3 separate regions of the Mus musculus genome follow, and regions 1 and 2 are each linked to region 3. Evidence: chromatin contacts called from public Hi-C and promoter capture Hi-C data. All regions are on one chromosome and are shown on one strand. The core of a region is the stretch at or near the end of the contact, and the rest is flanking DNA. Distances in the headings are between cores, read along the strand shown. Region 1 holds the start of Kcne4 (potassium voltage-gated channel, Isk-related subfamily, gene 4). Region 2 overlaps Dock10 (dedicator of cytokinesis 10). Region 3 holds the start of Mrpl44 (mitochondrial ribosomal protein L44).

Region 1 (4,385 bases), core at 1,126-3,625, 960 kb before region 3:
TGACACTTGTGACAATGCTTGCTTGTGACAAATCCTTGGATTTGATTCTCCCTCTGCTTCTGACTTCTTAGTCCATTGGCCTCCTTTCTGGATTTGTTCCAGAAGCCAGGACTGTTCTTGGTTTTAGTGCCTTGGGGCAATAGGCTCAGGCCTGGGATTGATTTTGTTTAACACTCAGTGGCTGCTTGGCTTTCTAACACCTGGCTGTCAGCTCCTGCTCCAGCTCCTGTTAAGATGTGGTGACCCATTTCTCTACCTTCTTTTTTCTAGTTTGCAGTGCCTGGCAATCCCCTAGTGATGACTAATCTCATCTATCTCAGGGTACCTGGGCAATACTACTATGGCAAGTACCAATAGGAATGCTTCTCATGGTACTTTCCTATTCTAATATTCCAGATGTGCCATGGCATGCCCATGTGGATTGGACATCCGCCAGTGCTTATGTGGTGGGTGGGTGGAAAAGGTCAGGTCTACCATGTAGCTGTAGAGTTTTGAACTGGCAGAGTGGTGAACCCAGATGTACTGATATGAGTGAAATTTCCTGGCATGAACAACCTTGGTGCTGGGGTCAGTGGCCGATCCCTCCGTGCCGGCTGGAGATTTACGGGGTGAGCACTGACCAAAGCATCTGGTGTGTTGTCCAGTGCTGTAAGTTACTGGTCCAACTCTTTTTCCCAGGATGCCTGTCAGAATTCACATCAGGCACAGAGCCAGACTCACAATGACAGTTCTAGCATCTGGATCGTATGTGCTGTATGCAGTCAGAGGGAAGTTTACATGTTTCTCCGTGCCTTCAGCTCAGTGTCAGTAGACCCATCAATGATGGTGTCTTTAAAGTTGTCATACATGCCAGCCCTGCTGCGGCTCCTTGGACAGAGGCTACTAGATGTAAAGGCTCCTTGCCAGTTTCCCTGGATTAGAATGACAGCCCTTTAGAGTAAACAGCCCAGCGAGCGAGCAAGTTCTTGGTGATTCTTCTCATGTCACGCATAGCAGCTTGTTTTGAACCTTGCTTGGTGGTTCGCTGAGAATACCTGTTTCTCCCATGACCTGTCTGAGATACCCAGAGATGTGTGGCACTCTTGTCTGGTGCTTCAGAGGCACTGCCATGTGAGGTAGAATGGAGCAAAACCTGCTCTCAGTAGCTCTCGCCAGCACATTTCCACTTAGTCCGGCTCACTAAAGAGAATCTGAAGATTTTTGTCTTCATACAAACTCTATCTTTGTAGCTCAGCTGACACAGAGCTCAGGCTCCCCTTGATTTGCCTCTCAATTGCTGCATTAGTGTTGCCCACCAATCTCTGGACAGAATCTGAAAGATTCTAAAAGAGATTGTAAGGACAATATTTGTGAGCATAATGTGAGCAAGTAGAAGCTTGCATTTTAAAGTAGTTAAGCTGAAACAAACCCAAAACTCATAAAGTTCTTAGAACTCTGTTTGCTGAGCAGTCCTGCCCCTCACTAGCCAACAGTTTTACTGCAGCAATACGAGGCCTGGGAAGGTTAAGGGAGGGTTTATCAAATTCACTCAATTAGTGGAAGAACGTAACACGGAAGCAATTGTTTCTTTTTTTTTCTTTTTAAAATATTTTTTATTAGGTATTTTCCTCATTTACATTTCCAATGCTATCCCAAAAGTCCCCCATACCCTCCCCCCCACTCCCCTATCCACCCACTCCCACTTTTTGGCCCTGGAGTTCCCCTGTACTGGGGCATATAAAGTTTGCATGACCAATGGGCCTCTCTTTCCAGTGACGGCCGGCTAGGCCATCTTTTTTGATACATATGCAGCTAGAGACAAGAGCTCCGGGGTACTGGTTAGTTCATAATGTTGTTCCACCTATAGGGTTGCAGTTCCCTTTAGCTCCTTGGGTACTTTCTCTAGCTCCTCCATTGGGGGCCCTGTTAATCTATCCAATAGCTGACTGTGAGCATCCACTTCTGTTTCTTGACTCTAAACCCTACCTTTGCTCCCCACTGTCTTTCATTCTAATGGTTTGGATTCCCCATGAAAACCTATTAGTAACATATCAACCAATCACTTTCCACAAGGAAAAGGAAACAAACTCAGTCAGTGAGAGTGGGCTTTGGGGTATCAGTTCAAATGCAGCACTTTTTTTTTCTCCCCTTTTCACACTTTGATTTTGGCCACCCAAAGCCTCTTGCTCTGAGCTGGGTTGGTCGGTCCGGGACAGGGAGCTCCTACTCCCCCCCTCCTTCTCTCTTCACAGCTGCAGAGTTCAGAGAGTTGAACTGCAGCGCTTTGAGTTTGCTGCTTGCTCAGCCACAGTCAACCTCTGTTGTAAATTTTCCTCCCGGAACACGTGACGATGCATTTCTTGACTATATATCCCAAGGACAGCAGCCGGGCTGTCAGAGCGCAGAGCCTGACAGAGAAGAGAAACATCCTCAGATTTGGCCGTTTAAGAGTTCCACACTTGGGACAAACTGTCAGCTTTTGGTAAGTTAGCAAGACTCCTTGTCTTCGGAGACATGCAAGGGGGAATAGTTCTATTAATAGAGAAAGTTTTCTTTCTTTCTTTTTTATGTAAGGAAACTTTGTTTTGGAAGTTGAAGCTTTTGAAACAAAATGTAAAGTTTGCTTCTGCCGTGCCAGCTAAAGCATGCCTTTCAATTTTAAGATGCTTTCCCCCCATGAATCCTTATATGGTCTATAATGTTCAAAGTATAGAGCTAATGCATAGTTATTTTCTGAAATGTAAATAAAGTGTATAATCTATCCATCCATCCATCTATCTATCTATCTATCTATCTATCTATCTATCTACCTACCTATCGATCACCTGTCTGTCTATCACCGATTTTTCTATCTGGTGAACATTTTTCTCATTTTTTCCTCCTTTCCCTCCCCTAATTTCTCTTACTTGCTCCAAGCTCTCTGAGCTAACCCGTTGACTGCTTGGTGAGATGCCTTACGTTCAGCTCTTTCTTTCATTCCTGTTCTTAATCAAAATAGGTGTATTTTGATCTATTGCAATTTCACGAGCCATGTGCTTGCCTTCTGCCTGTCCCATGGATCCAGGTGGAAGGTTTAACTTGCGGCTCTCTCCCCAGATCCCGGCTGTGTGAGCGGCAATTCAATGCTGAGGATGGAGCCTCTGAACAGCACATACCCCAGCGCTGCAGCCTCCAGCAGCCCCCTCGAGTCCCATGTGCCTAGTAACAGCAGTGGTAATGGCAATGAATACTTCTATATTTTGGTCGTTATGTCCTTCTATGGCGTTTTCCTGATCGGAATCATGCTGGGCTACATGAAATCCAAGAGGCGGGAGAAGAAGTCCAGCCTTCTGCTGTTGTACAAAGACGAGGAGAGGCTGTGGGGGGAGGCTATGAAGCCGCTACCTATGATGTCCGGCTTGAGGTCAGGGCAGGTGCCCATGATGCTGAATATGCTGCAGGAGAGTGTGGCGCCGGCACTGTCCTGCACTCTTTGCTCGATGGAAGGGGACAGTGTGAGCTCCGAGTCCTCCTCTCCTGATGTGCACCTTCCCATCCAGGAGGAGGGGGCTGATGACGAGCTGGAGGAGACCTCCGAGACGCCTCTCAACGACAGCAGTGAAGGCTCTTCCGAGAACATCCACCAGAATTCCTAGCACCCACCAGGTGCTAGGAGGTAGCTCCGTAAGCTACACTTGACAGAGGGAAGACACTTGCCAAGTGCCGGGTTTCGCTTTTGCTCTGCGGCTGCCACATTGAACAGACTGAGGGCAAGCTCCAAAATGGGGCAGGGAGAGACAAGGCTCAGCTGCAGTCCTTGAGGTTCCTGTGGGACTCATCTCTGAAAAAGTCCCAGAGACATACAGCATGACCATTGACTCTGGGGCCTGGGTGGTGGTGGGTCTGTGGTCAGCATCTGGCTGGATAATGTGGTGTTTTTTCACTGGAGGCCCTGGGTAACTTCTGCAGCATCTGTCTGTGCCCAGGGCTGACAACTGCCCAGGGCAGGCTGAAGGACTCGTTTCGATTTGCTAATTTTCCTAGAGCTTTGTTCTTCTAGATCTGATGGGCTGTAAGTATCTTTAATGTGTGCCTGTGGCATTCGATTAGAGACAGTTATATATTTCACTTGGAGGTGGGAGAAAGCTGAAGAGAGAACCCAGATTGTTTGCACAATGCAAAGGGAGAAGGTAATTCGTACACATGTCTGAATTAGCTGGGAGTATAAGCTATGACCTCATCTGAGCTTTTGTCTCACCTGTGAGCTTGAACTCTACAGCATTGCAGGTGAGCATGGCTTTCTTTGCCAGTCAGCTTCCTCATAACCAAGCCTGCATTCGGGATGGCTGTTCATGGTGGTCCTCCTGACCTTCACAGATTGGGTAATGGTGGGGTTATACAAGGCCAAATCATTGACAGCTCTGCTG
Region 2 (3,803 bases), core at 139-2,638, 880 kb after region 3:
CATGGGCTATGATACACATTAAAACTGTCTCTCATTGAGAACGTATCTTAATTCTAGAAGAGATCATCACAGTTGAGCATTTTTCTCCAAACAGATGATCCATGGAGTCTGAAAACTGTGCAACCTAACCAGTAAATTGATGGAGGGGTTGGAATTTCAGTCCAGTTCACCTTGAAGACTCTGTCAACAATTGGGATTTTCAAAGGCCAAAATGTCAAAATTTATTTTCCTGTCGGAAAGATTCTAGAATAGATCTATAATTTTGGGTACTATTGCTGCTCACTTAGCAATTTTTTTTTAAAACAGTGTAGAGAATTAGAGGTCTGAACAGTGGCAAGAGGCCACTGGGTCCCTCAGGAAAGAGATTGTCAGGAATAGAAGACAAGAAATTATTTCTAGGAGTGCAAAGAAGAGAAGAGACAATGAAAATGTAGACTCAGGATTTCTGCAGTGAAGACGGATAATACCATGAAGAGCCACATTAGAAATTGCCACTAAGTGAGGGAATCTTGTATGTGTGTGTATGTATGGAGTATGGACATGCCCATGTAGGTATGTATATGTAAGCATGAGGGTGTGTGTGTGTGTGTGTGTGTGTGTGTGTGTGTGTGTGTTTGAGTACACAAGTACACACATACATTTGGAGGCAAGTAGTCAATATCAGGTGTCTTCGTCAACTGCTCTGTTTGAAAGAGTGTCTTTCCCTGAACCCCAAGGTCACCAAGCTGGCTCAATGAGCTCCAGTCTCTACTGCCACCATAACCTGGGTACTTACACTTACACGGTAAGCACTTTACTCGCTGAGGCATATGCCCAGCCCTTAAGGGAATCTTAAAAAAATTTTTTTCATATGATGAAGGATGTGGGATCATGACCTTGCTTCCCATGTGCTATGACCCCTCTCCTCTAACAAATGCCCATAGCGCACTCCAATAGACAGGAGCTTCTTTCCTGCATTATTTCTTGTCTTTCCCACAACAGTCAACCTTGAGGAAATGCTATTTATCCTGTTATGTTAATAGGCTCCCCTCCCAATCAATTCGGAGCCAGCCCTTCTGCAGCTCCCTGGCACCTATTTACCTTCCCTATTTCTGCCATCTATTTAGATTCCTCTATTTTGCCTTCACATACGCTCTTAGGTTGCATCAAGTTTCAAAGCACACTTCTCCTTTTTTGTGTGTGGACTGACTGAGTTCAGAAGTCCTGATCACTCCTGCTTCTTTGTTTTTTCTCAAAGTATCCTTTTGCAAATTTCATCCTGGCAATCCAGATTTGTTTTAATTCTGCTCCAGTCTCTTTACTTATTCGCCAAGCATCACCCTGTCCAATGATAGGGTGCTTGACTAATATGTGCAAGGCCTTGGGGTTGATCCCCAGTGCCACAAGAAAATGGAAGAAAAGCATTAGCACGTCTCTCCTGGGACTTCAGTTTGTACTTCCTTTTTGCTAACTAGCTCCTTACACAGAGGCCTAAATAGATTCCCCACTCTAATTGTTCCTTGCAATAAGCAGTAAGAGAAAAGGAGGGTCCATGACCAGGGAGGAGATGACTCACATTAGCCTACGAGTTATCCTTCGTAAGTACTCTAAAGCTCACCAGAATGAAAGCACAATAATGCAATGTACCATGATGAATGTAGGAAATCAGTGGATATCTCTCCAATTAGTGTCTTTGCCTATAGATTTCAGTTCCTAAAGTGCTCTCAGGCAACATTCCTAGGGAGAGGACAAACCGTCGTGCATACCCAAGCTATGCCAAACACTCAGAAATCATGCAGATTCATAATCCACAGGCCAGGAGCAATTTTAAAACAATAAATCATGGTTATTTTTAAAACTTCCACATTTGCTTCTGACTATACAGATGACAGACATAATAAGTGAAATTAATCATGAATTTGATCTTTCCAAATTAGACCATGAAACTGACAAAGGAAATGATAGTTTCATTAAGACTTCTTATATAGTAGATATCATATTAAGTAATCTTGATTAAAAGCTAAAAATAAACATACAAATGCAGCTTATGAGAAAATTATCAACCGAAGGGCAGCACACATACGATTCAAGGATGTAGGTTGACAGTGATGTTGCAATAAGTTTCATTTCTCCTGAACATTTCTCACAACACAGTACTGTCTAACCCAGTGGTTCTCAGCCCTCATGTTGGAACCTTTTAATAGAGTTCCTCAGTTTGTAGTGATCCCCCCAACACTATAAAATTATTTTCATTGCTACTTCATAATTGTATTTCTGCTACTGTTATGAATCATATTTTATATATCTAATATGCAGGATATCTGATATGTGACTCCTGTGAAAGGGTCCTTATCCCCCCAAGGGGTCATGACCCACAGGTACACTTCCTATGGTAACACAGACCCAAATATATGAAGTTGATTCTTGGTCAATGCATCTGGAAATTGTGAAAATAAGCTAATAATTTAAAAAATTAATTTAAAAAAATTTAAAAAATAATTTAAAAAATCCAATAGAGTCAATTACACAACTTTAACTAAATGTTGAAAGACGCAGAGTACACAAAAACTGAAAGGACACAGTTTGAAAAACATATAAGTCCTAGTTCTTCGTAAGTATTCTTGATTAATATGAAATTGAGCTAACTTTAAACTTGCCTCAGAGCAAAGATTGAATGTGGTGCCAATGCTCACATGATCATTACAAAGGAAAAAAATAAAAGAAAGAAAGAAATTGTGGAAATTACATCCAATTATCATCTTCCTTTCACTGTAATGTATAACAATAGTTAAGAGAATTTAAAGTCATCCCTTTTTTTTTCTTTTTTCTTTTTTTTTAAAATTCCCTAGCATGACATAAGTCTTCATGCAGGAATCCTGTCACTTGATTTGCGCCTTCTTTACCACCTCTTCAGGAGGCTCTGATGGCATTTACTGTTTCGAAGCTGAGATAAATGTTCAGTGGAAAGTTCCATTTGGGTGGGCTTCTACTAACCTGGGAATACACAGAAAAGGAGACGACTCATGCTTTTTGAGGCAAGCCCCACCTTATCCACACAGAATCTTGTGAACCTGGAGCACCAGTGAATCAACACATCCCAGATTTGTATTTACTGAGGAACCGTGTTACCAAACTTGCTTCTTAGATCATGACGGAAGCCCCTGTACCTCTGTGGCTTCAACTGAGTCACAGAGAGGAAGCCTGCACCACAGTTGTGTCCCCCTTCCCCCTTGCCCTTGGAAACAGCAATACTGAAAAATAATAATTTTACCTTTTTTTTTCATCTTTCAAACTATGCTCAGAAGGTACACATGTAATTCTAACACACGCTCTTAAGACAGACTGGGTGATAGGTGAACTTTTCTCAGAAGAGGAAACAGAAGTTTAGAGTGATTTAAATAATCTGCACATGAGTGCAGAGAGGGGAAAGAGTCGGAATGACCCGGAGGCACCCACCTCACGCGGCCTCCTCTAATTACTTATTTCATTTTCTTGGAGTCTGCTTTCCAAAATGAAAACCACATCTTAGGATAATACTTAAGGTTGGATTGGACAATTCTCTCCTCAGTAGAAGAGAAAGCCTGTGGAAATAGATATCCCTATCCTAGGCTGACCAAAACCAAGCAACTGTAGCAGGAAACTCCCTAGTGCCTTCCACAGAAGAAAGCTAATCACTGTATGACTGATCTTAATTAAATTTGAATGCATTGCTACTGAATGCTTCGGGAAAACACCAGGTCCTTATTGGCTGCTTCTCCCCTGGTACTCAGTAGCAATACCTTCAAATTCAATTAAGATAATTCATAGAGTGATTAGCTTCATTA
Region 3 (3,832 bases), core at 1,164-3,663:
CCTTCCTCCATGTCCTTTATATAGGCTGCCAGCGGAAAGTGAGGCACAGAGTAACAGTATATCTCCCCACCTCAAAACTCTGGGTTAGCAGCGAAAATTCTCATTTCAAGTAATTTAATTAAGAAAAAAAAAAAAACCCTCGAAAATGTGTCTGGTCATTTGAGTTTTAGTTAATACCATATGTAGTCAAGTTGACAACCAAGAGTATACTAGTTTTAAGTGATTACATCAGTGGAATGACAGCAAGCTGAATGCAGATGTTAATTCTGAGCTTCATGTGGGTCAAAAGTGGGAGAAACTACTTGAGACATTACAGGTTATTCTTATAGTTGTTGTTTCTGAGAGCCTCAGCACATAGAGACATCACTTTAACTGAAGGGACTCTGGCAGCCTGGCTCTGGTAGGCCTTGTCCTTCTTTTCCATTCCCTCTGCCTTGCTAAAAACCATTAGACTACATTCCTAAAGCTAGCCACCAAGGTCTATTCCTTTACTTGGTCACTTCCTCCTCCTAAGGCTGACTGCCAGAGTCCAGCTATGTAAGTATTGAAGGCCAGCAATCATTAGCCCCCTTTGGCTCATCTAATTAAAATACCCAATCAAAATGTATCATCCATCCTAACATGACCCCCCTCTTTCTCTACTGTTTTTCTGCCAGAGTGAGAAAGCAGCCACCTTAACTTTCCTCCCCCACTTAATAAAGGATCTCTCTGTGAAAGCAGGTGTTTGGGTGTGGTTTGTTCCTAATCTGAGGTATGAAGGGGAACTCCCAATGTGTGTGGATCTCTTTCACTAACTTTATTAAGCTTGAGATTACTGTTAATCCCACAGATGTGAGGAAAAAGACCCCTAGCTCAAATCATGATGGCCAAATTAATTAAAGAAAGCAATTGATTAAAACAAACCTCTAAAGTTTGTGTACATTGGCTGTCTCTCAATACAGGTGGGGTTCAAGAGATCCTCATTAGATCTAGGGAAGATAAGGTTTTTTTGTCGTCCAAGAGTAGGGGGTTTCCAAATGGAGGATTTGACAGGCAAATAGGCAGAGTTACAGAAGCAGAAAACGAGCATAAGAAGTTGGTAAAACACATGAAACTGAAGAAGAACGAAGACCAAAGTGTGGACACTTTGCGCCTTCTTAGAATTGGAAACAATCACCCATGGAAGGAGTTACAGAGACAAAGTTTGGAGCTGAGACAAAAGGATGGACCATCTAGAGACTGCCATATCCAGGGATCCATCCCATAATTAGCCTCCAAACGATGACACCATTGCATACACTAGCAAGCGTTTACTGAAAGGACCCTGATATAGCTGTCCCTTGTGAGACTAGGCCGGGGCCTAGCAAACACAGAAGTGGATGCTCACAGTCAGCTATTGGATGGATCACAGGGCCTCCAATGGAGGAGCTAGAGAAAGTATCCAAGGAGCTAAAGAGATCTGCAACCCTATCAGAGGAACAACATTATGAACTAACCAGTACCCCAGAGCTCTTGACTCTAGCTGCATATGCATCAAAAGATGACCTAGTCGGCCATCACTGGAAAGCGAGGCCCATTGGTCAGGCAAACGTTATATGCCCCAGTACAGGGGAACGCCAGGGCCAAAAAATGGGAATGGGTGGGTAGGGGAGTGGGGGGGGGGAGGGAGTGGGGGGACTTTTGGGATAGCATTGTAAATGTAATTGAAGAAAATACATAATAATAATAAAAAAAGAGAAAAAAAATGAACAAGCTGTTTGTGAAAGCAGGCACAAAGACCCTGGAGTCTAACTGGGTGAGTGCAGGGGAATTGTTTCCCTTGTATAAGAACCATACAGGTGCCTCTCAAGGAAAAGATGTTCACCATAAAAACTATGGGAAAAGAAGCAGAGACACTTCCATTTCTGACTTCAGGTCTTTTACTCATATTTTGTTAGGAAAGCTTCAAACGTTGATACAGATTTTTAAAAAAAAAACTTGTAATTTCACTGTTAATATTTTTATGTACCCCTCCTGGTCCCGAGTCTTCCCCTGTGGGAGGGGGGTAGGGTGGGAGGAAAGTAGTTGTTTTAAAATACAAACTTTAATTTTGGTTAAGTTAAACACACTTCTGAACGTGCTTTTGTAAGCGAGACTTTTTGGAAACGGTTGGGTGAAGCCTTAAACTTTGAAAACATTTCCTCAGTAGTGGCTGGAATGATGGTCTGCAACTTTTAAGACTGAATGTAAACAAGAAATGTTTTTCTTGTGAAAATTTAAGTGTTTTATTTAGAACTTTAAAAACTAGTTTTTGTTCTGCTTTAATGAGAAATAAACACAAGCGAGACTGATAGGGTCAAGCAACTGTTTCTCAACAATTTCTGCACCCATACTTACAGAATGGGCAGAAAGAAGCACTTGCGCACGCGCAGTACACTAGCCATGCTCCCTCTTCGGTGTCCTCCAGCGTTCAGGCCTCTCTCTGCTGCTGCACCAGTTTCCGGGGAACCGCGTTCGGGCTACACCGCTCCGGCTGTCTTCCTTCCGCCTCCTATTGCCTTGTTCTTGCCATGGCTTCTGCTGTATTCCGGTTGCTGCAGCAGGGCCCTCGCCGCCTATTGGCTCCGGCCGTCCCCACGCTGGCTCCTCCGGTTCGGGGAGTGAAGAAGGGATTCCGTGCCGCCTTCCGCTTCCAGAAAGAGCTGGAGCGATGGCGCCTGCTACGCTGCCCGCCGCCGCCAGTGCGACGGTAGGCGTCTCGGGAGGGTGGAGAGGCTAAGGTGGCGGCGAGGACACCAGGCTGCAGGCAACTGCGGTGGGCACGTTCCTGCAGGCAGCATGGGGCAGAGGAACTGGGCGACAGGGGCTGGGCTGTCCCCTGCAGAATCTCACTAGCTGAATATAAGCAAATGGGGTCGACCAGAGGGTAACTGCTTGGGATTGGGATTGACCCAATTTTGTCACTTCCTAATCTCAGGCCAATTGGGTATTTTAAAGAGGAATAGGGTCATCAATTCTACCATATTGCGTACCAGGGTAGAAACATTTAATTCTGTGTGTAACAGAATTTCATGTCCACTGCCTGGAGTGAGGATAAAAGTTTAGGTTTTTTATCTAATTAATCTTCTTGCCTGGGGGCGGGGGGGGGGGTTGTCGGACAAATCAAAACAGCCAACAACAACAACAACCTCAACAAAAACCCCACAGATTTTTCTAAAGTGCATCATGCTTATATACGATCCTGCATCATGCACTTTCTGTATACTCTGTCTTAGTGGGCAAAAGTACACGAAGATCAACTTCATTCTTACAGTTTCTTTGGCATTTGACTTCCGTTAGATTGTTAGAACACCAAAGAAGCAGGAACTGTCTCTAGTTAGCTAGTTATTCCTGAGCTGAGACTTTGATTACTATTTTAATATTGCCCTCCAGGAGAATATTAATCCCCTTTACACTAACACCAGTGAGAATACACCTTCTATTGCACAATTATTGTGGTTTAATAAGCAAGACTCAGAATCATGTCTTAATTTACATTCCCTTGCCCAATAGACAGGTGGGTATTTTAAGATTAATGAGTTAAAATTGGAAAAAACTATAGAAAACAAATTTAGATTTATGATTTTAAACTTAGATCTATTTTTCTTCTCTCTTTTAACTTTAAAGGATTTTATTGTGGCATTATTTTTCTCTAGGAAAAGACATTTAATTTTCTCTAGGAAAAGGCATTTAATTCTTGGAATTGTGTGTCTGTACAGTGTACCTGCACACACCAGGCCATTGTGTCAATTACCACTACCACTGAATTAGAACAGCCTCAACCCTCGCCTGTGGTTATGAAATTTTGACACACTCATAAGACTGATATTAACTT

Evidence for each region. Promoter capture Hi-C pulls out the DNA fragments that hold promoters and counts their contacts. A called contact is a pair of places that touch in the nucleus more often than the background predicts.
Region 1: a contact with region 3 is called in a promoter capture Hi-C map of stem cell-derived epiblast-like cells, with 4 times the contacts expected there. The contact joins the promoter of Kcne4 here to the promoter of Mrpl44 in region 3. A contact is called at or near these places in 11 of 39 promoter capture datasets (the 3T3-L1 cell line, 3T3-L1-derived adipocytes, cranial neural crest and 6 more), 1 of 484 Hi-C or Micro-C datasets (uterus) and 1 of 115 datasets of contacts at active chromatin or transcription factors (astrocytes).
Region 2: a Hi-C map of B cells shows a contact between it and region 3, with 10 read pairs. The contact joins the enhancer-like site here to the promoter of Mrpl44 in region 3. A contact is called at or near these places in 2 of 484 Hi-C or Micro-C datasets (B cells and bone marrow-derived macrophages) and 3 of 115 datasets of contacts at active chromatin or transcription factors (bone marrow-derived macrophages, memory CD8 T cells and microglia).

What each region holds. Positions count from the first base shown.
Region 1 is chr1:78,814,536-78,818,920 of GRCm38.p6, forward strand. Kcne4 (potassium voltage-gated channel, Isk-related subfamily, gene 4) reads left to right here and starts at 2,376. Exons shown (of 2, transcript NM_021342.2): 1 at 2,376-2,461; 2 at 3,076-4,385. The coding sequence starts at 3,102. The coding sequence ends at 3,614. All of the region lies in intron 3 of Gm29536 (predicted gene 29536), which reads right to left.
Region 2 is chr1:80,658,518-80,662,320 of GRCm38.p6, forward strand. The region is part of intron 1 of Dock10 (dedicator of cytokinesis 10); the gene reads right to left. Among named protein-coding and RNA genes, the nearest start is that of Dock10, 98 kb to the right of the region's middle. Within about 2 kb of position 1,389, at least 61 of the 459 cell types and tissues checked have an H3K27ac peak or open chromatin away from gene starts, as enhancers often do. A contact at or near this core is called in B cells, bone marrow-derived macrophages and microglia, where this site is marked.
Region 3 is chr1:79,773,605-79,777,436 of GRCm38.p6, forward strand. It overlaps Mrpl44 (mitochondrial ribosomal protein L44), which reads left to right and starts at 2,414. Exons shown (of 4, transcript NM_001081210.1): 1 at 2,414-2,707. The coding sequence starts at 2,529. It also overlaps a transcript of Wdfy1 not described here.